Linked DNA regions of Canis lupus: region 1 is linked to region 2. The links are chromatin contacts, called in public Hi-C maps. All regions are on one chromosome and are shown on one strand. The core of a region is the stretch at or near the end of the contact, and the rest is flanking DNA. Distances in the headings are between cores, read along the strand shown. Region 1 holds the start of LOC607207 (myosin regulatory light polypeptide 9). Region 2 holds the start of LPIN2 (phosphatidate phosphatase LPIN2).

What was found. A called contact is a pair of places that touch in the nucleus more often than the background predicts.
Region 1: a contact with region 2 is called in a Hi-C map of blood, with 5 times the contacts expected there. The contact joins the promoter of LOC607207 here to the promoter of LPIN2 in region 2. A contact is called at or near these places in 5 of 9 Hi-C or Micro-C datasets (amygdala, blood and liver).

The regions. Positions count from the first base shown.
Region 1 is chr7:69,921,546-69,926,544 of UU_Cfam_GSD_1.0, reverse strand. LOC607207 (myosin regulatory light polypeptide 9) reads right to left here and starts at 3,563. Exons shown (of 4, transcript XM_038543726.1): 1 at 3,313-3,563.
Region 2 is chr7:69,724,558-69,729,516 of UU_Cfam_GSD_1.0, reverse strand. LPIN2 (phosphatidate phosphatase LPIN2) reads left to right here and starts at 2,942. Exons shown (of 20, transcript XM_038543718.1): 1 at 2,942-2,998.

The DNA.
Region 1 (4,999 bases), core at 2,314-4,813, 200 kb before region 2:
AGCTTTTCTTTAACTCAATCAATAATCATCAATCATTAATATGATCAGTTAATTACATCGAATGTTACTAGTGTTAAATACTACTTAAAAATTAAGAAATGTGGGATGCCTGGGTGGCTCAGCAGTTGAGCACTGCCTTCAGCTTGGGTAGTGGTCCTGGGGTCCTGGGATCGAGCCCCATTATCAACCTCCTTGCAGGGAGCCTGCTTTACCCTCTTTCTATGTCTCTACCTCTCTTATGAATAAATAAAATCTTAAAAAAAAAAAAAAAGTAAGGCAAGAGTTCTATCTTCAAGAAGTTTAACATATAGGTGGGGAAGCAACTATGAAGAAATGAGTGGTTAAACTTATGAAATGAGTCATAGTTTTCATTCCTGAAGTAGGATTCTCAAGTTAAAACATGTGTGACAATAATGAAAAATAAAGGTGGTACATGATTATAAAATACTGTGAGGTGAGAAAAGATCTTTGTTTCTAAAATAGAGAAGGTGGGGGAAGACCTTGAAAAACCCTGTATCATATAGCAGCTAGAAGATAACCTTAGAATTAAGAGATTCAGATGTTAGTCTTAATTCAAACAAATTAAGGTAATTAATTCTACCAAAAACTAGTAGTATAATGTTAGGCAAGTTAGTACCCAGCCCTTTACTTTTTCAAGGAGGTGGTGTTTTTGTTTATGAGTTTATCTCCCACCAGAGACCAGGAGCCTTCCAGCAATAGGCAGTTCAGCTTCACAGTAAGTTGTTCTAAAATAAGTCAAGTGTGGTTTACTTTTTCCTACCAAACTCAAAGTATGGGTGGAATAAATGATGTAGACAGAACCAAATCTGGGACAGTGCTATGATCCCAAAGAACAGGTCACTTACGATACTGTCATTGTCCTCTTTGCTATGATTCTAGTTTGTTACCCACTTTTACTTTCCTCAAACAAGTAAGACTGTAACTCTCCACATGTAACAAGCCTTCAGCAAATGCACAACTCTCATAGAAGTTTAGAAAGCTAAGGTAAAAAGCATTGAAAATATTTCATGCATCAATATAAATATTCTTTATGTAGTATGGGAAGATATAGGCATCTAAGATTTTCAAGTTATGAGGACTCTCACTCATCCTAAGTTAGAGCCCCGAGTCTATTTTTCAAGTACTTAATGAAAGATCCTTGGTGTGAAGGCATTATTTGTTGTATAAAACTTTAGAGCAGGGAAACATGCAGAGCAAGCGTTCGTGAAATATGAAAGGATTTCAGGTGCACAAGAAAGTGAACGAAAACACCATCAGTGGTGATCAAGAAGATTCAGTTTTCAGATCTAGAGGAGTATAACTTTGTTTTAAATCAGGGGAGGTAAGTGTTGGTAGCAATGAATTTATGTGTGTTTTAGTTGACCAAATAGGAAGATACTCAAATCAGGATTATGACAAAAGGAAGGCTACAAATCATGTAAGGAAGATGTTACACTAGATTAATTGGTAGAAGAAAAATAAAGATCCTTAAAGAGATTTGTCCCGTACATCAAAGGGTAACCGGAAGAGTTTTCAGCCTCTCTAGAGTCTATGGTTTCATTTATAAAATAAGATCAATCCATACATACTAATAGTACATTAAATTGCTCTAGGACAAATCCTAGAATCTAACACTTATTTATTTTTTTAAAAAAGATTTTATTTACTTATTCATGAGAGACAGAGAGTGGCAGAGACATAGGCAAGGGAGAAGCAGGCTCCAAGCAGGGAGCCTGATGTGGGACTCCATCCAGGGTCTCCAGGATCATGCCCTGGGCTGAAGGAGGCGCTAAACGCTGAGCCACCTGGGCTGCCCTAGAATCTAACATTTATAAAGTGGTAATAAATGTAAAATAATCTAGAGATTTTTTTTTTCCTACAGGAATGACACTCAAACTGATAATAAATAGGAAATATGACATATTCTTTAAGGAAAAACTTCCATCTTAGGAAACAATTCTTAGTGGGGTTGCCTGGGTGGCTCAGTCAGTTAAATGTCTGACTCTTGATTTCAGCTCAGGTTTCAATTTCAGGGTCTTGAGTTCAAGCCCCTCCATGGATTCCACCGTGTGCCTGGAGCCTACTTAAAAGAAAAAAAGAAAACACTTCGTAGTGTGACAGCATGTAGTATCTGTACCAAATCTGCTGTTTCATTTAATCAATGTACTTTATCCTCAAGCTAAGCATATGTGATTTTTTGGTGCCAGCCAGTTTTTTAAAAATACATTTTCAGGTTGGTGCTTCCTTTTCAAATGAACCAAGTCTTCATTTTCTTTTTTCTTTTCTTTTTTTTTTTTTTTAGGTCTTCATTTTCTATGCAAGCTTCCGGTTGGAGGTAGGATTAGATCTCTGACTGCCACACCCAAAGAGTTCTTAGCACTTGACAAAGGCAATTAGTTGTCAGGGCTCACTGACCATCACATCAAGCCTCACTGTTGAAAATGGAAAAGTTTTATCAAAGTCTTCCAGTAGTAAACAAATAGTAGTAACTTTAAGAAATACTCACTTCCTTCACTTTGATATATAAAGCATTTTGCATTTAAGTTAAAATCTCAACTGAACCCCTACTTCTGTTCCAAAGTTCTGTTAAGAAATGGTATACTCTTTCATACACCCACTCACCGACTTTAAAAGGAAATATTATAAAAATAAAAATAAAAATAAATAAATAAAAGGAAATATTCTGGAAAAATGACCCGACCCAAAGTCTCCACCCAAAAAGAACATGGTGTTGTATTTTGGAGTTTTCTCAAGGTGCGCGATCTACACCCTCAATCAACCCTTCTTTGACAAATACCACTTTTAAAAAAGTTCTAATTATGGAAATGGATGCTGAGCTGAGAAAATTGCTAATTTGAGTTGGTTATTCCTACTAAACGTAGCTACACAGCTGCAATAACAGCTGCAGCATGTGGGGGGGGGTGAGGGGGTGGACGCTGGGCTTCGTATTTTGCGCAAACTCTCTTGAATCGGGCAAGTTTACGTTAGAAACTAAACATAGTGCAGGAGTCAGCGCGGCGGGGCTCGGGTTTCACAGGCCCGGCTGCTCGCGAAGATCGCGGCGCCAGCGAGCTAAGTCCTACTCCCCGAGCTCCAAGTTTGGGCAAAGGGACAAGGTTCGCGCCTCGGGACTTCCGGGCGTGGCCTCGATGCGGGAGCTGGCCCCTGGGCTCGCATCCCGGGAACGCGCCAGTACACCTGCCCAGGTGCGCTCCGGCCGCCGGGGGCCGCCGCCGCCCCCCGCCCCCAGACGCCCCGCGGAGACGCGTCCCCGGGGTGGGCCTCACGCGCCGGACGGCAAGCGCCACTCACCCTGCACAGCCGCGAGAATCGGAGCGCTTCGGTGACCCCCCGGCTGCCCTGGCTGCGGCCACCAAGTCCCCTCTACCGCCGGAGCCCCTAAAGCCAGCACTTCCGGCCTCCGCTCAGCAAGCCGGAAGGAAGCCCAGTCACCATTGTCGGCCGACGGAGTGGGCCTGGCTTAGTAGAGGGGCGACGGGCGGGGGAGCCGCCACTGTGCTTGGGGGGTGCAGTTTTGAACGAGTGCACGGGAAGGGGTATAAAGCGGGCGACTCAGAATAGACAAGAGTGTGTAACGGTCCGTTCGTGTAATGGTTGGGCTGAGTTTCCGTCTTTTTATACCTCCTCTTTCAACGTAAAGCTTCTCTTCCCCCCCCTTTCCCGTTGGAAAATGGGTGAGCCCGTCCCGTTGGTCGGCCTCCCCGCACATTCCAGGGCACGGCCAGGGGCGGGGCCCGCTAGCCCAAGTCCTTGTAGGGACATCGCGGAGAGGGCTGCGCGGCCCACGTGACCCGCCCCCACGCCGCTCCCGGGTGCGGGCCCGGGCAGCCGGCGGAGGTGCGCCTGCGCGCGGGGCTCCCCACCCCTCCCCCCTCCCCTCGCCCCCCGCCCCCGCCCATCCCGAGTCTGCGTCTCTCCCCGTGAGGCCTTGGGGCCCGAGGTGTTATCTGTGCGTCCTGTACGGTCGGCTTGAAGAGTCCCAGCCCTTCCACCCTGCAGCGGAACTTCGGAAGTCTTCGGGGCCCTCAGCCAAGCGGCCACTATCTTTTTGGCCCAGACGGACTTCATGAGGTCACGAATGATGGAAGACTTCCTCCCTCTTCAGAAACGTCTGTGGGAATTTTTCCCACCAGAGAGAGCTCCGATTAACAAGGAGAGACTGGATTTGACCAGGAGGGAAGACAGGCGGCCAGCGAGACCTGGCCCCGACCTCTCAGTGTGATGCAGACTTGGTGAAAATAGGAGTGAAAAAGTCGTGCCTGTTTTTCTCTCAGCTCTCTTTTCCTTGGACAGATTTTTTTTTAAATTTTATTTATTTATTCCTGAGAGACACACAGAGAGAGAGAGAGAGGCAGAGACACAGGCAGAGGGAGAAGCAGGCTCCGCGCAGGGAGCCCGATGTGGGACTCGATCCTGGGTCTCCAGGGTCATGCCCTTGGCCGAAGGCAGGAGCCTAACTGCTGAGCCACCCAGGCGTCCCTCCTTGGGCAGCTCCTAACCAGGAATCTTGTTAAAGGAAAGACCTCCCCAGTTCTGTCCAAAGCCTGGTGAGAAAGACTGTGGTGCTGGTCACCTCAGCTCCTTTGATCTCCACTATGACAGGAGTGAGTTGGATCTGATAAACGCCCAGGCCGTCCCAGCACTGACCAGGTTCAGTGCCTAGTTTGGCTCGTGGCCAGAAGTTCTCTGACCTTGGGGGTGGCCCTGTGTTCCTTGCCTCTCACTTGAGTTACTCTGCCGAAAAAGAAGGTAAAACCTCTAGAATAACATATTCTGAATATTAATAAAGCAGAGTTTGAGGACCTCAGGAACATTTTATCTGTTAACCAATAGCATATCCCAACGGTAAACATTGAAGTAAAAACCACTGAAAAATAAGTAACTGCCCTAATTGCATAGAGTGAGTGACAGGAAGATGTTTAGTTTCCTAAAGTTTTGATAATAATCACTTGGGGGTACTGGTTAAAAACACAAAATA
Region 2 (4,959 bases), core at 1,693-4,192:
ACATTGTTAAAATGGGGTGGGGGTGGGAGGGAGAAAGAATAAAAATGTACGGAGAAAGATAGAAGTTAGTATTTCAAAAATTATCCTGTTTCAAAAGGAATGGCTAAAGCACACCAGCCGGAAGGAGTAGGAGAGAAAATTGGAGAGAAAAAGAACACCCAGATGCCATGCTAGAGAACTTGGGACTTTTTCCCTCCAGGCATGGATTGCCAATAGCTTGTGCTATAGGTAGATCTGCAATTCAGAGTGGAGGTTACTTAGAATTGTGGAGAACTGGAGGGCAGAAGATCAGCTCAGATATGTCTGCAACGGGTCCTAAGACACACAGCAAGGGCCTCAGCGCTAAAGGGGTGAGGCCACGTGGTTGTGCAACGCAACTGTGGAGGACCCTGCAGGTGGCCAACATGGCAGTTCTACAGAGAGTCTTAGCGTAGAAATGAACAGATTTGATATACGTGGAATGAGAGTAGAGGGAAATGAGACTCCCTACCATGTTTTTTTCTGGCTAGGGTGACTAAATGGGTGATGGTGCAATTAGCCAGGATAGGAGATTCAGGAGGAGCAGGTTTGAAGCAGCAAACATGATGGGCCTGAATTGGATGTCACTGTGGGCATGCTGGTGAAGATGTCTAAAGCCACCAAGCACAGGCATGAGGCTCTCAGAGGAGTTGGTGGCTGATTGGAGGAGGGGGGAGTTTCAAGAAGGAAACCGTGGTCAACTGTGTCTTACCCTGCAGAGATTGTGAGAGAGAATACTGAAAGAGATCCACTCGATTTGGCAACCAGAAGGTCATTGTTGACTTTAGCCTGACCAGTTTCAGGTGCTGAGGAGGAACAGAAGCGGAACGAGATGGTGAAATGAAAAAGCAGAGACTCCTCTTTCCAGGTAGCTTGGCTGCCTTGGGGAGCGAACCTGCGATAGAAGTTGATAGCCTCCCTTCCCTCTCCTCCTCTTGCCCCTTCTCCTCCTTTAAGTAGTGGGAGAAGTCTGAACCTGCTAAAGCTAAGGATTGAATCCTGAGTTGAGAAAGTGGGGAAGACAAGAAGAGTGAAGGTCCGCCACGGAGCTGGAAGGTGGTGGGGCCAGAGGACAGGTGCAGGTGAAGGAAGATATTCCTTCCTCTGACATTCCAGTGGAGTAGGTGGGCACCCCGTGGTTCCCCGCAGACTTCTTCGGCATCATGGGCAGGAAATGAAGGGATATCATGCAACAAATATTTAATGAGTCCCTACTTTGCTTAAGTCGTGGTGTAAATTAGGTAGACACCAGAGAATGAGGAAATATTAGAAATGTGAATCATTCAGAGGTACAAATCTAAAGTTGTTTGGAGGAAGGGAGGGGATGTCTAGGGCTTCCTGAATGATGAAAGGAAGGAAGGAAGCTTGGCAGAGTATTTCCCTCCCAAGGCAGCAGGTAGCAAAAATAGCCCGAGAGAAACAGGAAAAAGTCTTATGTGGGAAAAAATGGAAGAAAGGAAAGAGGCAAACAGTAACAGCATGTTCCAGGTTCTAAACATCAAGCTAAATTAGGCACTTTATAGGCAAAACAATCCTGTGAGAAAGGCATTACTATTTCCATTTTATTGATGTAGAAAGTGAGGATCCAGTTCTTTTTCTGTCTTCAATTCCACTTCTCCATAGAGGATTAAAACGCCTTGGAATATTGGAAGAGGAATTCCAATTCTTGTGTTTTAAAATTTTCATTTCACTTGCAAGCCAAGAGAAAAGAGGGCAATTCTTAGTGGGCTTGTGCCGTGAAACTACGTAGTCTCAGTAGGGCCTTGGTTAAGGATGGGCCAAAGCTTGGCTGCATTCGAAAGAGGCCAAGGAACTTAGAGGAGGAAGTGGTTGCCGCGTTCCTTCTGCGGAACCACACGGGGGCCCTGAGACGGGCGGCCTGTTTCCTGGGTCCCGCACAGCCAAGCCGGTGGGAAGAAACGTGCTCCCTAGGCAGAAGCTTTATGTAAATGCCTATTTTCCAAGATCCTCAACGTTATATGGATTATCATCCACGGAATGCATACTGAGAAATTACGTGACATTTGGAAGTAAGACATGCACTTCCATACATAACTCTTAACAATAGAATAGGCCGCAAAAAAGATAAAAACCAGCGTGCAGTCATAGACGCTTTTGGCAATCCCTCCCTTAAACAGTGTATTTATAGGATCGGGGAGCAGTGGAGAGTACCCAGACAGGCTCCTGGTGGTCACACGTGGATTATAAAGCATTATTCGACTGTATACCTTTTTTTTTTGCACTTTATTTTTTTTTAAGATTTTATTTATTTATTCATGAGAGACAGAGAGAGGCAGAGGGAGAAGCAGGCTCCCTGCAGGGAGCCCGACGTGGGACTCGACCCCGGGTCTCCAGGATCACGGCCTGGGCTGCAGGCGGCGCCAAACCGCTGAGCCACCCGGGCGGCCCTTTCTCACACTTTAATACTCTGCGCGCCCGTCTCTCTTTTTGGCGGTCGGGCTCTAAGTTCCACCTGACGCGCCGCAACGTTGCCTTGGGGTCGAGCAGAAACTTTTTTTTTTTTTCTTTCTTTTTTTTTTTAGAAAAGCACGGCTGGCGTTGCGCCGAGCTAGAGGCCGCGGCCCCGGGCCCTGCAGCGCAGGAGAGGAGCAGCCGCAGCCGCCGCCCCCGGGCGAGCGCGGGCCCGGGCCCGGGCGGGAGGCAGCTAAGGCGCCGCGCGGCCGGGAGGCGGCGGCCGAGCGCGGCGTCACGTGGCCGGGGAGGGGCCTGCGCGCCGCCAGCCCGCCCGCCGCTCGGCCGCCGCCGCCGCCGCCGCCGCCGCGTCCCATTCATGAGGGCCGCCCGGCTCGGCTGCGGCCCAGGCGGCTCCGGAGGCAGCGGCGGCGGCGGGGCGCCCGGGCCTCGCGCGCGTCCTCGGCCGGCCCCGCCCCCTCGGCCCCCGGCGAGCGCGCCGTCCAGCCGCCGCCTCCCCTCGGCCGCCCGCGGGCGCCGGCGCGGGTCGGCAGCGGAGCCGCCGCAGGTAAGCGGGGCGGGGGCCCCCCAGTCGCGGCGCGGCCTCGGCGCTCGGGGGAGGCCGGGACCCCTGCCCCCGCGTCGCCGGCCGGCCCCCCCGCAGTCCACGTAGGCCGCTCGGCGCGCGGGGTGCGCCGCGGGTGGGGGGGCGCGGGGCCGCGGGGGCGGACGAGGACGCGGAGACCCTGAGGCGTCCCGGGTGCCGCGCGCCGCGGCCCGAGGGCCGGTCACTGAGGGCGCCCGCAGCTCGCGGGGTGCTGGCGCGGAGGCCGGAGCGGAGGCCGGGGTGACGCGCGGCCGAGCGGCGCGCGGCGAGGGGGCCCGGCCGGAGGCCGCGCGAGCCGCCCCCGCCCCCGCCCCCGCCCCCGCGGGAGGGGGCCCGGCGCACGTGAGCCGCCCGGAGCCGGGCTGGGAAGTTGCAGTTCCCCGTCCCCGGCCGGCCGTTCGCCCCGCGTCTCTGCCTCCGGCTTGTGGACCCGGCCCCGAGTGTGAGTCCTCGCTCGCTTCTCGAAGCCCCGTTCCCCTCGGCACCTCTCAGTCTGTAGCGAACGTGTTGAGAGCCAGTCTCAGAGCGGGGGCCCCTCTCTCAACTTTTAACCCCGAGGGTCACCGTTTTCTCCACTCTTCTGAACAGATTGAGAATATTCTCCTTGAGAATTCCGTATGACGTTTTGAAGGCATACTTAAGAACCAGGACCGGAAGGATCACCCTTCCTTTCAGAAAGTGCTGGAAGTCTGAATATTTGAAAATGCTATAGGAAGGGTTGCTTAAGCCGCTCTACTAATTTTAAATTGTGCATTTCGGGATGATTTTTCCAAACCTGTTTGTCTTAGACCGAAAAAGAGTCTCTTGAGAGTCTTGGTGTCAGGCCAGGTCCTATTGCAGCTCTGCCCAGTAGAGATGCCCTGTGTTAACTGTTTATTGAAATCTCGCCGGGCTGGTTCATAATTCTTTGACAATGCAGTTTTGAGATACATTTGAAATATTTACAAATTATTTAGTGGCCCATATGGTTTGTATGTTGATGGTCTGAGTTTCGTGGCTTAAGAATGAAAAGCGTGGCGGGCGATGCTGGGGTGGGGTGAGGGGAGATACGGAGGTGGGGGGGGCTGCTGAGGTAGGGGGGGTGATACTGAGGTGGGGGCCGTGCTGAGGTGGTGGGGTGATGCTGGCGTGGGAGGTGAGGCTGAGGTGGGGGGGGTGCTGAGGTAGGGGGCCGATGACGAGGTGAGGATGCTGGAGTGGGGGGGATGCTGAGGAAGGGGGGTCGATGCCGAGGTGGGGGGGGGGATGCTGAGATAGAGGGGTGATGCTGAGGTGGGGGGAATGCTGAGGTAAGAAGGCCATGCTGAGGTGGTGGGGTGATGCTGGTATGGGGGGGATGCTGAGGTAGGGGGGCGATGCCGAGGGGGGGGGTGCTGAGATAGGGGGGTGATGCCGAGGTGGGGGAATGCTGAGGTAAGAAGGCTATGCCGAGGTGGTGGGTGATGCTGGAGTGGGAGGGGAGGGTGAGGTGGAGTGGGAGGTGGGGGGGCCCATGGTGATGTGGGGGGGGGGCGGCAGAGCCCACAAGGTGCAGGGGAAGGATTCTGGTGTTCGCCTAGTGAAGCATCCTCACTTTGCCTGAAGGGCAGTCCACCTCAGTCCCAGCCTGAGTATAAAAAGCAGGCCTAAGGCCATCCATGAAATTACACTGGCCAGTGTGGGTGGCTTCTAACAACTAATGTATGGTTAATTGTGATCTATCAGACTGAAGTGTAAGTAAATGTTGGTAGAGCTGTGGAATGCTGGAAATGAAATGTTCTCACGTGATGGCAGAGTTGAGAACCAACAGAGAAGCTTTATGTTTAAGAGGAACTGGAAATGGGAACATTTGAAAACCATTCAACTCTATAGTAAAGCCACTGTTGAGAAACAATTAACAGAGTCAGCTGGGCGTTGTGTCCTTCATTAGCCCAAGAATGTAG